Linked DNA regions of Rattus norvegicus: region 2 is linked to region 1. The links are chromatin contacts, called in public Hi-C maps. All regions are on one chromosome and are shown on one strand. Each heading gives the region's core, a stretch centred on a gene start, on an enhancer-like site or on the middle of the called end of the contact. The rest is flanking DNA. Distances are from core to core; before and after follow the strand shown. Region 1 has its middle 63 kb from the start of Lmntd1. Region 2 has its middle 16 kb from the start of Tuba3b.

Region 1 (6,662 bases), core at 2,357-4,856:
GTCTATATGAATGCATGTGTGTGTGTGTGTGTATGTGTGCACGCGTGTGTACAGATGTGCCTCTCTGTGCCTGAGACTTGCTCTGTGCAGAGTAGAGAACACTTGTTTAAGCACAGGACAGTTGCTGATGGGCTCTTCTGCCAGGGAGGTCAGCAGTAACAGAACAACACCAGTGCCAAACAAGGAAACCCAGAGAGTCAAGCACTGTGCTGGGTTTTGATTTTTTTTTGTTTTCTTAGTGGTTGAATATGGGTCCCATGTGGGCAAGAAAGACACTACTCCTGGGCTGTTAAAACATCTCCATCGGGGTTGGGGATTTAGCTCAGTGGTAGAGCGCTTGCCTAGGAAGCGCAAGGCCCTGGGTTCGGTCCCCAGCTCCGAAAAAAAGAACCAAAAAAAAAAAAATCTCCATCTATTACACTGATATTTTGTGATGTAGGCCCAAGAAAGTATTATTAAAAACACTTATTTCAATGCAACATGTAAACATTACTAACACCTGAAAACAGTGATGAACCTGGAGATGCTTCTCTTGACCGAATGGCGCCAGAAGGAACGGAGAGCCCAAGAGAAGCCGTGTTGAAAATGCTCTCTGTCATTTGGTCATCAGGCTTCCTGTGTCTCTGGAATGTGATCACATCACAGTTAAACATGTAAGAGAAAAGTAAGGCCTGGGAAGAGCTTTCAAAATGCTACGTCACCTGAGCTCCTCCCAGATCTAAGTTCCGGCACTACCTTACTATATTTTGAAAAAATACGGAGAAACCTAATGAAGGCAGCTTCAGGACCAGCAACACGGAGCACAGCGTAGAATGTCCGAAGAGGCAGTGTTGTCCCTGAAGCAACCGAACCAGGTTTGCACACAGTAACTGTTAGGGAGATAGGGCAGTGAAGGGCGTGTTCACACCATGTGACTTCCAGGCACATAAAGCACAACTACTTGTTGACTCTCAAGCCATGGGTTAGGAGAGAGGTAAACAAGTTCAATACAGCGTTTACTCTCGGGAAGAGGAAGAAGAGGATGAAGAAGAGGCAGGAAGTAGACTCTGCTTTATCTTTTGCGTTAAAAACGACAGAGTAAGCTGTTGTCTGCTGGGCTAGAGGGGCTACTAAAAGTGTTTACTCGTCTTGTGGAGAACCAGAGTTCGGTGCCCAGCAGCCATGCCCACCCGTGTCACAGGGCTCACAACTTCACAGCTGTTTTCAACTCTGATTCCATGGGAGTAACCCTCTGCTGGCCTCTGCTGGCAGCGCTCTCTCTCTCTCTCTCTCGCTCTCGCTCTCGCTCTCGCTCTCGCTCTCGCTCTCATGCTACTATGCATGTGTAATTTGTAATTTCAAAATCATTTAAAGGAATGCTGACATTACGACTTAGCCACACATTTTTATCTTAAAATAGAATTCTTTATCAGACTTTATAAGTGTGTGGGTTAGGAGTACAGTTCTGTTCCAAAGACATGAAAGACAGTATATTCTAAGCTAAAGTGAACTTTTACAGTCATGCAGCAAAAGACAGTAATAAATCAATACATTACCCAAACAAAATTGTGGGGAAATCGGGTAGATGGGCTATGGCGAAACAAGGAGACCGGGATAGAGTTCATGTGCTATCTGATGTGGTCTGCATCAATATATTCAAAACGGAAGATGACTCACCAGATAAAGGAAGGCTGGCTTCTAGTCTGGAGTTCCCTGGAAAGAGAGACCTGACTCTCACAGATTATCCTCTGATCTTCACACACACACACACACACACACACACACACACACACACACACACACACACACTGCAGTTTAAAATTCTAACAGTATAATAAGGTTTAAGCTGATAGTCAAAAGAATGCTAGGTGTGGTGGTTTGAATGAGAATGACCCCATAGGGTCATATATTTAAATACTTGGTCCTCAGCTAGTGCCACTGTTGGGAAGGATTAGGGAGTGTGGTGTCATTGTTGAAGGAGAGCGTGTCACTTGGGGGCAGCTTTAAGGTTTCAAAAGACTCAGACCATTCCCAGTGTGCCTGCCTCTACCTCCTGCTTGTGGATCAAGACCTGAGCTCTCAGCTGTTCCTGCCACCATTGTCCTCACCTTGGGGTGGTCTGTGTCTGGGGCTTCCAGAGGCCAAGCTGACCTCCGTGTAGTTTGTCTTGGTGCTTCCATGCAGAGAGGAAGGAGAGAAGTCACAGAAGAGGGGTGAGATAGCTCACAGAAGACGAAAGAGATAGCTCAGAGGCAGCAAGGGTCTGAAGCAGAGTAAAGGGTTCTGAGGAAGGCAGAGCCGCCCAGTCCAGAACACGGGAGGAGGCAGCCCTTCTTGCAAAGTGGTTTCTGGGTGCTTTGTATAACCTCAGATAGAGAGGGCACAGATAGGCCAAAAACATGATAAGAGCAGGAGATAAAAACTGGGTCGGACAGTTTTGGGGAAGAAAGGATACAAAGTGGCCACCTCTGAACCTTGTCCTGGGCTAGAAGCCAGAAAAGCTCCACTTGGCATTTATAAACCCAACACCTCAGACTGCCATCGTCCACATAGAACCTCTATAATCCATTCTAGGGCAGAAGCCCCACTTCCTACAGCCCCAACTCCACCAGCTATCCTAACATCAGTCAGAGAGATTAACAGGGATAAACACAGTGAGGAGAGTTAATCGATGTGCTGGAAAGAACAAACAGAAAGGTCCGGTGACCCCAAATTTATCTTCTGGGACACTGACAGGCATCTAAATAGAGGACACAGGCAGGTGGGTTAGAAGAAAGGGGCTGAAGTCTGTTGCAGGTCTTGATGCTGCCTAGTGACATGTTGGCCTTTGGGTTGGGCGGGGGGGGGGGGAAGATAACTGGTTTGTTTGTATATTCCAGAAAGCTTACTTACCTAACAGTCACCTGACACAGAGGTGATCCCTGAATAGCTCTCATGAGAACTAAAAATAGCCTGAGGTAATTAGGCTCCCGACCTAGGACCTCTCTCCTGTGCAAGATCACAGAAGTCAATCAGCCTCGGAGAATCCTTAACAGGGCACAGCTCTTATCTAAGAACTTAAGAGAGAGCAGCTCTCTTCACATCCTGGGGCAGGGAACACATTTGACATAAAAATACCCTCCAGAATGCCTTGTTCTCCATTTTAAGTGTGTGTCTCTTCCACAAGAAACAATGTAGTTAATAAGCCCAGCCCTGCTGTCTCTTGAGAAATGCTCTGGGGGAGCCACTCTTAAATAATGCACAGGTGACCTTCTGCAAGGTCACGAAGAGCAGAGTCTGGGGCCCCATAACCCAGGGTGTTCTGTGCAAAGTGTGCCCCGTGTGATTCTGACTGCGGCTGGATGAGCAGATTGCACTCGCCGAAGCGGGGGGTGGGGGGGAGTCCTGAAGGAAGAGCATTAGGAACACTGAACTAAACAAGTCTTAGCTGCATGGCTTCTAACGGGCCGATTGGCAGTCCCAGCCTTTCAGCGGAGGGGAGGCCTGAAGCGCCTTTTAGATTGATTTAACCACAGAACTTTTTTTTTTTTAATTCTGAATCACCTTGTAGCGAAACCAGATCCGTCCCACCTGACACGTGGGCAAAACCCAGCAGTGTTTTATTCAGTGAGCTGTCGACCGGTTACAACAGATGCCTCAGATTCTAAACCTCTGACTCCCGTCTCACCTTTACCCAACAGGCTGTATAGGGAGGGGGAACAAAGGCAGCCTGTCATTCTAAAGTCTAGCCTTGTCCCTGTGGGCAGGTGGTCAGTCTTCGTTCCTAGGTACATGCATTGTTGTTCATTAGAGGGAGGCTAGCCTATGACAAACCCACCAGGAGGCTAGCCTATGACAAACCCACCGAGCCCCGCATTCCTCCCCAGCCTCCTAGATTAAAGATCAACCCAGAACAAACAAACCATGAGCAGTGTGGAGTGTAGACTCCTCCCTACAGAAGGAGGGATAAGTGAGCTCCTACACAGCGGGTACAAAGTTGCCCCCATGCATAGCAACACGCCCATGACAGAGTGACGGCGGCTTCAGGAGGAGGTGGGACATGCATCCTGGTGTCACGGCAGTTCACTCCGAGGCAAGATGCCAACACGGTTGCTCGCAGATAGGATGATGTTGGGCCAGTGGCCCTCTCTAAGAACCACCTTCACCTGTTAAACAGAGGACAGTATGTTATACACACGGCTCTCATAAGAACTAAAAGTAATTAGACTCTGCCTAAGGTTGTGATATGAAAGTCCGAGATGGGCCGCAGGGCTCACTATAAACTAAAGGATAAAAGTAGATCAGCTCCTGAAAGCATTCTCGGTTTTCCTATTTTCTTTTAACTTTCATTGGCTCTCTGTGAATCTGACATCATGCACCCAAATCACTCGTCTCCCTCCCCCCACATACCCACCCTCCACCCTTGCAACCTCCCCCAACAGAGCTGCAGTGTGTCACAGTGTCCCACGGCACACCTTTTTGTCCACACTTCTTTGCTTGCAAACGTCCGTCACAATGACTCGTTGGTCTGGTTCGAGGCCTCTGGCTTCCACTACTCTGTAGAGAGTAGAACCTCACTCTTGGATATCCTGTTGTCGCCCCGTGTCGTGGAGATCTGTGCTGTGGATGGGTAGGACCAGCACTTCATGTACTGTAGTCGTTCATCGATGGCTTAGACGTTGGGCTGGGCCAATTCAAAGTCCCGATCTGGGCCTGAGAGGTATCTGAGAGGCCTCTCCTGCTCCCACAACCAGGCCAGCTCTACCCTGCTGCCCACTCTCTAGAGCATGGCAGTCAGTGAGGGACACGTCTGGCTCTCCCACTCTGGTGGCCTCAGGGCCAGCTGTCCTGCCTACAATAAATGGCAAGGGACGAGGGAGGGGAGGAGGAGGGCATTTCTCCCTCATCTACACCACTGCCACCCAGCAGACAAGATGCGGGGCTGGCTCTCCTACACACCCACAACTCCCCATCTAGGGCCAACTCCGCTGAGTCCTGCATCAGGTAAGGGACAGGGACAGATCTCCTGCTATCATGACCCCATTCGGACCAACTCTCCAGCTGGCCACTGGTGGTGAGGGCAAAGTGGGGTGGGGGATAAATGTCTCCCAGATACCACCGCGTATCAGACAAGAGGCAGGGGCTACTCTCCCACACTCACAACCCTACCACCGAGGGCCAGCTCTGCTGTGCTACAGAGTAAAGCGCGGAGGCTGCTCTCCTGGATGACGGAGCCAGTGAGGGGCAGGTCCACCCCTCTCACTCTGAGGACCTTGGGAAGAGTTTTACTGCCCAACATAGGTGGCAAGGGGGGATGTGGGGGTCTTATCTCTCCCTTGCCTATGTCACTGCACAGCAGACAAATGGTGGGGCCAGCTCGCCCACGCCCATGCTCTCGGGGTGGCTCACTCACGCCCCTGCCACCAGAGTCGGCTCTACCCAGCTGCCCAGGTGACATGGCCTCTCTCCTCTCTGCCACCTACTGACACACTTGTGACACAGCACATCTTTGTTTTCTGAATGAGTGGTGAGGAGTGTAACGGACCCTCTTCCTCCCTGGCTGCACTGTGAAATGATTGAGCTCACCATAAGAGGCTGTTCTGAGGGAAGCAGAGTCAAGGTCGCCAATGAGCGTGAGTCACGTGCTGGAATCCGGAGGCTCTGCCAAGAACACAACCTCCTTCTACCCAGGAGACTTCTGTTGGGTTCTGAGCAGTGGGCGCAGCTGGGACCCGAGGTTGGACAAAAGAACGGAGTGTGACAATCCTGGAGCGCTTAGATCACAAGGATGGGCGGAGGGAGCGCGGCGCTCTCAACAAACCTGAAGCCAGGAGGGAATGGAAACAACCTACAGCTGCCTCCTTCCCCGGGAATAGGGAAAGTGTGGCCTTTAGGAAGAGAAATCTATTTCTACTGCTTCTTAAGTAGCCTTATACCATGCCCGGCACGCATTAACAAACAAGCTATAAGACGTGGGAATAAAAGGGGCAATTTGCAGAGAGGAAGGAAAGGCGGCGGTGCTAGAGGGGCGTGGGTACGAGGCGAGCATGCGTACTGCCTGTGTGATGATGTCATACCGGAACCCAGTAGTACCCTGCGACTGTCTTAACTAAGAAACGCTGACTAGGGTTTCTTTCTGTCCTGTGACAAAACGCCAGGACCCAAGGTCGGACAGAGTTTGTTTCAGCTTACACATCGTGATCACAGATCATTGAGGAAGTCGGCCAGGGTCTCGAGGCAGGAACTGAGTCAGAGGCCGCAGAGGGATGCTGCTTGTTGACTTGCTCACTCTGCTTTCTTCTACAGCCCAGGGCAACCTCCGGGGGGTTACACGGCCCACAGTGGGCTGAGCCCTCTCACATAAATCATTAATCAAGAAAATAACTCACAAGCACGCCCACAGGCCAACCTGGTGAGGACGTATCGTAGTTGAGGTCTCTTTTTCTCAAACGTCTATCGCTCCACCCCACAGGTTGAAAAAAAAAAAAAACTAACTAGGACCTGTCCTAATTAAAATAAAATATTTTAAGATTGTATTTTTAAGTATATGCAAATAATCAGGTAACTATAACTTGTTATCGAAAAAATAAGGGAGGTGATCATTGTGGTCACAGAGCTGCACTGAGAGCGCAGAGCATTAGGGCATAGTCAGGGAGAGAGATCTGAAATCATTCTGGGAATGAGAGATCCTTAAGGCAATATGA
Region 2 (7,251 bases), core at 3,996-6,495, 240 kb before region 1:
GGGCACACCTGAGCATGCATGTAGTTGTGGTGGGAACATTCCTACACATGTATTAGTATGGACATGTATGTGGCAAGGGTGGGCCTGCACATACATGTATTTGAGTGTGCATGTATATGTGGCAGGGGCACACCTGCAAATGCATGTATAAGAATATGCATGTATATGTGTCGGGGAAATGCACACCTGTGCTTGCACCTATTTGAATATGTTTGTATATGTGGCAGGGGCATACTTGCACATGCGTGTGCGTGAGTGTGCAGCCCAGAAGACAGTCAATCCTCCACTTCTCACACTGGGACCCAAGGCTTGATTACATGGTTGACTGGACAGCTGAGGGATCCGCCCGTGTCTGTCTCCCAGCACTGGCATCCTGAGCCTTGGCAACCGCCCCCAGCCTCACTCTAGATGTTTTCGAGTTCTGAACAGGGTTGCTCTGCAGGCCATGCAGAGAGTCAGACTTAGTGTGCATTGGGGATTTTATGGAGTCCCACAAATGCTTCGTTGGGTTCCTTGTGTTGTCCTAGACTGTGTGTGAACACACACAATTGTTTCCTCTGTTCAGTCAGGTTGTCGTGAAGGCAGTTGATCACTTCCCTTAGCAGTAATATTTTCCTTTAAAGCACCTCATAGCACCAGGCCATGTGGTGCACAATCCGAAGTCCACCACTCAGGGGACTGAAGAAGGAGGATTTCTTGAATGAGAGGCCAGCCTGGGCTGTGTAGTGAATTCCAGGCCAGACTGAGCTACGTAACCCTGTCTCACACAGAGGAAAGAGCTCACCCTGATCCTCCTTCCTGAAGTTTACTCACTTCATGTTTTAACAACTGTGAGACTGTGCAAAGTCCCAGTCAACCCAAAGTGGGGGAAAAAGAGATGGACCCCAGCATCACATCACAGCTGGCCTTCTAGAAATCTGCTCTGTTGTCCTCTTCCTAGAGGACACCACACGAGAGGGCCACTCTTGCCTGCTGTGGGTCTCCCACGGGGCAGCGAGGATAAAGGGAGCAGGAGCAGGTAGGGTTCAGACGCTGTGAGTATGATGGGAGGGCTTCCGGGGACCGCTGCGGTGAGACAGCTGGGCTCTGTTGCCCCAGGGGTGGGGTATGCAAGGGCTGGTACAGGACAGGTGGAAAGGACCAGTGGGACATAGCATAGTGCCTAAGTATCATGCAGGCAGGAAGGGTTGATTGGTCATAGCACAGCACCTAACTGTCATGTGGTAGGGAAGTCTAAGCAGGACGTATGTGCTGAGTTATGCTGCATTTGCACAGAACCCTGCACAAGGTCGATTTCCAGACAAGGCAGGCACCTGTGCTGGGGACACTCTCCAGACGAGGTCAGGCAGAGAAAGAGAAGCCTCACTGAGAAAGGGAGTCCTTCATCTGTGCTGTGCTCAGAGGGCCATCCAGGCATGGGAGACTGCAACCCTAAGAGCAGGGTTCTCCGACCCCACACGAGAGACCCTCTCTATGTCTCTCATCTGCTGCTCACGTGATTGCTGGTCAGAGGAATGGGATCCGAGTCCCAGCTCTGGCCCAGGTGGAGACATGGCATTCCGAGCTGCTGAAAAACCGTATGCTTGCCGACTAGCAGAGGCATGCTGGTGTAGGCTAAGTATAATTGCTTCTTCCTTTAAGATTTCATCCAAATGGGCCTGTCAATCGCCCGAGTCCTTCAGGAAAGCTGTGTTCTAGAGAACTAGTGCAAAGCTTGCCTAAAGAGGTAGTTGCATCTCCTTCTGCTGTCCACCCCCACCCCAGAGTGCACTGCTCTGCTGGGTCCCTGGTCCTTTGTCCATTCTTACCCTGTTGGGTCAGTGTTTTCCTCTGCAGGATCCCTGTGGCCACTGGCCCCTCCCCCCCCTTAGGAGGTGTCCCACCCTACTCTGTAATGAACCTTGACTGGCTCGCACACTATGCTGAGTGTCTCTTTCCAGTTCATTTGATGGAGACCTGCAGGATGGGAAGCTGAGGACAGCACCAGATTTCATTCACATCAGTAAGGAGAGCCTCCCCGGTGCGTCTCTAAGGAAGTAGAAGCAGAGAGCAGACAGGAAGGACTCAGCCGTAAGATCTCACAGCCAGACCTTACATAGTTACCTCCCCTGAAGTTTTCACAGCTTCCCCAAACACCACCTCCAGATGTTCAAACACATAAGCCTGTGGGAACACGGCATACGAAGCCACGCCTGGCAGATTTGCATGCAGAGGGTGATGAGGGACATCCTGAAGGAAGCAGGGACAAACCAGAGAGGACTTGAGCTCATACAGGTCCCAAGTGTCATGGCTGATCCCACACGGAGCTCGAAAGCTAATGCGAAGTGTGCTGGCTGTTTTTATACCAGCCTGACTCAAGCTGGCGTTTCCGAGACGAGGGACTGAGAAAATGCCTCCATGAGGTCAGGCCACAGGCAAACCTGAAGACCATTTCCTTAGTGACTGGGGTGGGAGGCCCCAGCCCGATGTGTGGCGCCACCCCGTGCTGGTGGTCCTTCATTCTAGAAGAAAGCAGGTTGAGTAAGCTACAGGAAGAAAGCAGCGCCCTCCATGGCTTCTCCATGGGCTTCCTGCCTCCAGGTTCCTGCCCTGCATGGCTTCCTGCCCCGACTTCCTTTGACAATGATCCGATGAAGGAGAAGTTGTGAGTTGGCTTTGGTCAAGGTGTGGCATCACAGAAATGGTAACCTCGTGGGAGGGACTCAGACAGCTACTGAGCCAGGGAGCTGGGGCTCCCATCGTTTTCTCAGAGGAGGCCCGACTCCATGGCTTGTGCGCCCAGAGCGTCCTACCCAGCGCCCGCACATCAGCAGGTATAATCATCACATTGTTACTATGATCTGACAGATTGGCGTCTGTGGAACGCTCGATACCTGAAGATAAAGGAGAGTCCATTAGGAAGATACAGCTAGATAGTGAAGGCCTCTGCCCATACTGACACGTGGTCCTGGAAGGAATTCTGCTAACTGAATCCCGAGACTTCTGTGACAGCCTGAGAACAGTTAACACCCGGCCAAGCAGGACTCTCTTGGCTTTTGGGGTGGTGTGGATGAAGCTACAGCATGAGGCAGATTTTCTACGAAGAGAATCATTTATGGAGTGCCTCCTGGGTCACTGTCGGAGTTTCTCTGAGTAGTTTGAGCGTGCACCTAAGTAGTAAATAACAGACAGAGGCAGGAAGACGACGGACGGGGACAAAGCGGAGAATCTGCCTGATGAGATGGGGTCCTGAATGCACGAGCCCCATGACACAGGACCTCAGACAAACTCCACAGCATCCCGGTGCCTCTGCGGTTCTGCCTGCAAAGCATAGATGCCGGCTCCCACTTCCTGGGGGCTGACAGAACAAAATGGTAGAGTAACAGACAATGGAATGCCTTCTAAGACTTAACGGATGTCCAGTGAATCCTGCTGTTGTTCCTGGCGTCACTGTTATGTTGCTGTAGTGTAGCTTTTCCTCTCAGCACAGCAAGACTACACCATCACCGCCATGGAAACCGAGACGACTTGGCCCCGTAGCCATGACAATCAATAAAACGATACAGGATTTATGGCGGAGGGTAATGGTAACCCACATCCTTAGTAAAACTGGGAAGGCAGAGCCTCTAGGCCCTCACATCAGACTCCGCCCACTGCTCCCTCCTATTCCCTGGTTGGATGTGGTCTAGCAAGAGGGATACTAGAGTAAACAGGGAGCAGGAGGCCAGACAAAGGGGTAGCTCTCAGGTTGTCATGGTGGGCCTTTTTGGTGATACTGTTCTTTTTTGTGTCGGCGGAAGCTCCTCTAAGAATGCTCTCGCTCTACAAACAGGCCCTCAGACTCACTGTTCATTAACCTGGGATGACTTTGCTCTGTTCTAGATTGAGTTCCTATCTGGGGTAAACAGACCTTTGTTCATGTCTCCCCATGAGAAGTATTTTGACCCACGCTCCCTCCTGACAGGGAACTCTCCAGTCTGTGATCTCAGACTTGTTCACAGGGCCTGAAATAAACCACTGCATTGCACTGCACTCTTAGATGTCCAACTGTGGAACTTTACTCTTCCTCCAGAAGGCGTCGGAGGGAGCAGGACCCTCACTGGTCAGAGAATGAAACAGGAAGTTCCTAAGTGGTTGTGTGTGTGTTCATGAGTGTGGTACATGTGTATGTGTGTGGTGCATGTGTGTGGCAGCACCTGAGGATGGCACCACAGGTTGTCCTTTGTTCTGTTTACACACACACACCCCACAGGAACACACATATACCCTCACCACACACAGGTACACACAAACATATGAACACACGCATCATATACACATATGCACTATACACACATGTTCGCAGACACAAGAACACATGCACCATACACCTACACGCACCACATACACAGGAACACATAAACACACACCACACACACACACACACACACACACACAGGGGAACATATGCATATGCATTACAAACACAGTCACCACAAACACATACAAACACATGAATACATGCAGCACACACACATGTGCACCATACACACACATATACAAAGGAACAAATACACCACACCCACAGGAACGCATACATACCTGCATCATGCACACACATGTACAACATATACCGGAAAACATGCACACACTCATGCACCACACCTATACACATGTACCATACAAATGCACCATACATACACACATGTACCACACTCATGAACACACACACATTAAATAAAATTGAGAAATCTGTTTCATGCTTTTCCATAGACATATTTCAAATGCCAGTAACCCTGAGTGACAGCTGGCTCTTGTCTTGAGCAGCAGAGGTGTGAAATATTTGGTCAACATTGAAAGTCCTATGGACAGCTCTGTCGCAAACTCACTATGCAGGTTTCGTTGGCAATTCCATCCCTGCCTGTCTGATGAGGAACATCAGTTTCCCTCTCTTGCTTTTATCCCCTGGAAGAGAGGCTCTGGCTTTTGGTGCCTTATTCTTTCCTCTGTCTACAGCACCTACTATGTGCTGTAAGCACAGCTAACTCACATTTGTTGGTGTTTTAGTAGGGATGGAAGATTTGGGAATTGCTGATGTCTAGAGTCTTACAGATAATAAGGAGAGCGGAAAGAGGAAGCCAGGTTGGTAGATCCTGGGCACAGCTCACTCGGGCACATTGTCCTGCTTCAGCGTTTTGTCACAGGCGAGTCCTGAAGCCCTGGGTGGAATTATCTTGGCTGGAGCTTCTGTGCTAGAGTAAACAGAAATCTGAGTGTGTCAACAAATTATTTAATTAATCAAAGTAGGCGGGCTGGAAGGCAGAGCAGACTGTGTGCTGAGGACAAGTCAGCTGTGGGGGAGAGGAGAGTGAGAGCGAGGTGTCACAAGTACTGGGGATGGGGACCGGAGCACAGACTGGGGTGGGGGGAGGCTGTGAAACCAGAAATGAGCTTAGCAAAACAGCACCGTGTTACTCAAGAAAATATGCATTTGAAGCAACCCCTGAGCTCAAACATAAATTTAAAAGCAGAGACACCAAGCCGTCATTTCAGACCAGCAGCGGCGATCAGGAGCAGGAGCAGGATAGAGATGGCTTTAAGATGGGGCTCGGCTCCGCACCCACGTAAAAGAGGCAGTTACAGTAAAGCGAACGGGACCTGAGGTAGAAACTCTGCAGATGGCGAAGGCATGAAGCTTGCCTGGGTGCCAGCTCTGGGGGTGCTGTATGTTCCACTCCAAGCCAGCAAATATGGAGACGTTGCAATGCATTAAATAGGCTGCGTACCCAGCTCAGCACATCGTTGTCACCAAGCGGTCCTGAGATGGAGAGGACAGTCAGCTGGCTCTCGGGTGACACCGTACACACTCCTCATCCAGACCAGCGGTTCTCAACCTTCCCAACGCCGTGACCCTCAGTACAGCTCCTCATGTCTCGGTCACCCCAGCCATAAAATTATTTTCTTTTCTACTTTATAACTGTGATTTGTTACTGTTATCAACCATAATGTAAATAACTCTGTTTCCTGATGGTCTTAGGTGACCGACCCCCGTGAAAGGGTTGTTCAACCCCCAAGGGGTCACAACCCACAGATTGCGAACCTCTGACCGTCTTAAATGGCTACCTGCTTCCAAAAAGGCAACAAAGAAAATTATATTTTTGGAGACACTTTAATCAAAGGTGGCAGTGTCTTCGAGCAGGGTTTGTACCAAAGGGTGTTCTGTTGGACTTAGTCATGTCACTTACCCCAAGCCATCACCCATTCAGTGTATCTGTGTGCTTTCCGTTGGAGCCATTGTGTCCCATTGAGAAGTCAGAATGCAGGAAGCAATCTGCACAGGAGAAGAGATTATTTTGACTCACAGTCTTGGGGATTCTGAGCCTACAGCGAGATAGAGCATCACCGATGGGTGTGCCTTGTGGAGCAAAGCTTCTCACCCCATAGAAACCAGTAAGCAAAGGGAGGGTCAGACTGGCCCCTCAGTAGTCCCTTCCAGGGACTGTCCTCAGTGACTCAGCGTCCTTTTCCTGAGCTCTGTCGTCCAAGGTTCCACCAGCTCCCAGGAGTCACCATAGAAACCAAGCCTCTAGCATGGGGGCCCATGCTTAGAGGAAATCATGTGTGCGAGTGTGTGTGTGCATGTGTGCATGTGTGCATGTGCATGTGTGTGCACACGAGTGTGTGCATGTGTGCTTGTGTGTTAGATATAGGTGGAGACTGGAGAGGGCGGAAGGACTATGAGAAGGAAGTGAAGACAGAACTCTGTGTTTCACAATCATTGAGTAGCTCAGAGGGTTCAATAATCGTGTTCGGGGAGAAATTGGAGCCAGAGCTGGCCTTGAATATGTTAATAGTAAGCACTGCTTATAATTTAATATATACAACTATGTATTCTCGTGTAATACACACACACACACACACACACACACACACAAGGACCATGTGCCAACAGTAAGTAGAAATGTCCTTCACATTCCAAAACTAGGAATATGACATTAAGATTTCTTTATTTAATAGCAGAATTAAGCCACCTTTATTTATAAACTATGTGCCAAGATAATTTTAAAAGACATCTATATGGAATTTACTATAAAAAACAAGAACGTTTTTAAACCGATGAAGCGTGCATATCGTTTGGAGCCACATCCAGCTGTTGATTACATGATTTTTTTAAAAGCCAATAATTATTTCAATATTCATCTAAAATATCCTGATTAAGTGAGAAGGTAAACAAATCTGCCAGCAGAAGATGGAAGGGACGTCTATATGTAAAAACGGGTACTCGAGAGAATT

What was found. A called contact is a pair of places that touch in the nucleus more often than the background predicts.
Region 2: a contact with region 1 is called in a Hi-C map of liver, with 3 times the contacts expected there. The contact joins two enhancer-like sites. A contact is called at or near these places in 2 of 12 Hi-C or Micro-C datasets (hepatocytes and liver).

The regions. Positions count from the first base shown.
Region 1 is chr4:180,061,350-180,068,011 of GRCr8, reverse strand. No RefSeq gene overlaps it. Among named protein-coding and RNA genes, the nearest start is that of Lmntd1, 63 kb to the left of the region's middle. Within about 2 kb of position 3,606, at least 7 of the 93 cell types and tissues checked have an H3K27ac peak or open chromatin away from gene starts, as enhancers often do. A contact at or near this core is called in liver, where this site is marked.
Region 2 is chr4:180,299,940-180,307,190 of GRCr8, reverse strand. It overlaps a transcript of Lmntd1 not described here. Among named protein-coding and RNA genes, the nearest start is that of Tuba3b, 16 kb to the left of the region's middle. Within about 2 kb of position 5,245, at least 2 of the 93 cell types and tissues checked have an H3K27ac peak or open chromatin away from gene starts, as enhancers often do. A contact at or near this core is called in liver, where this site is marked.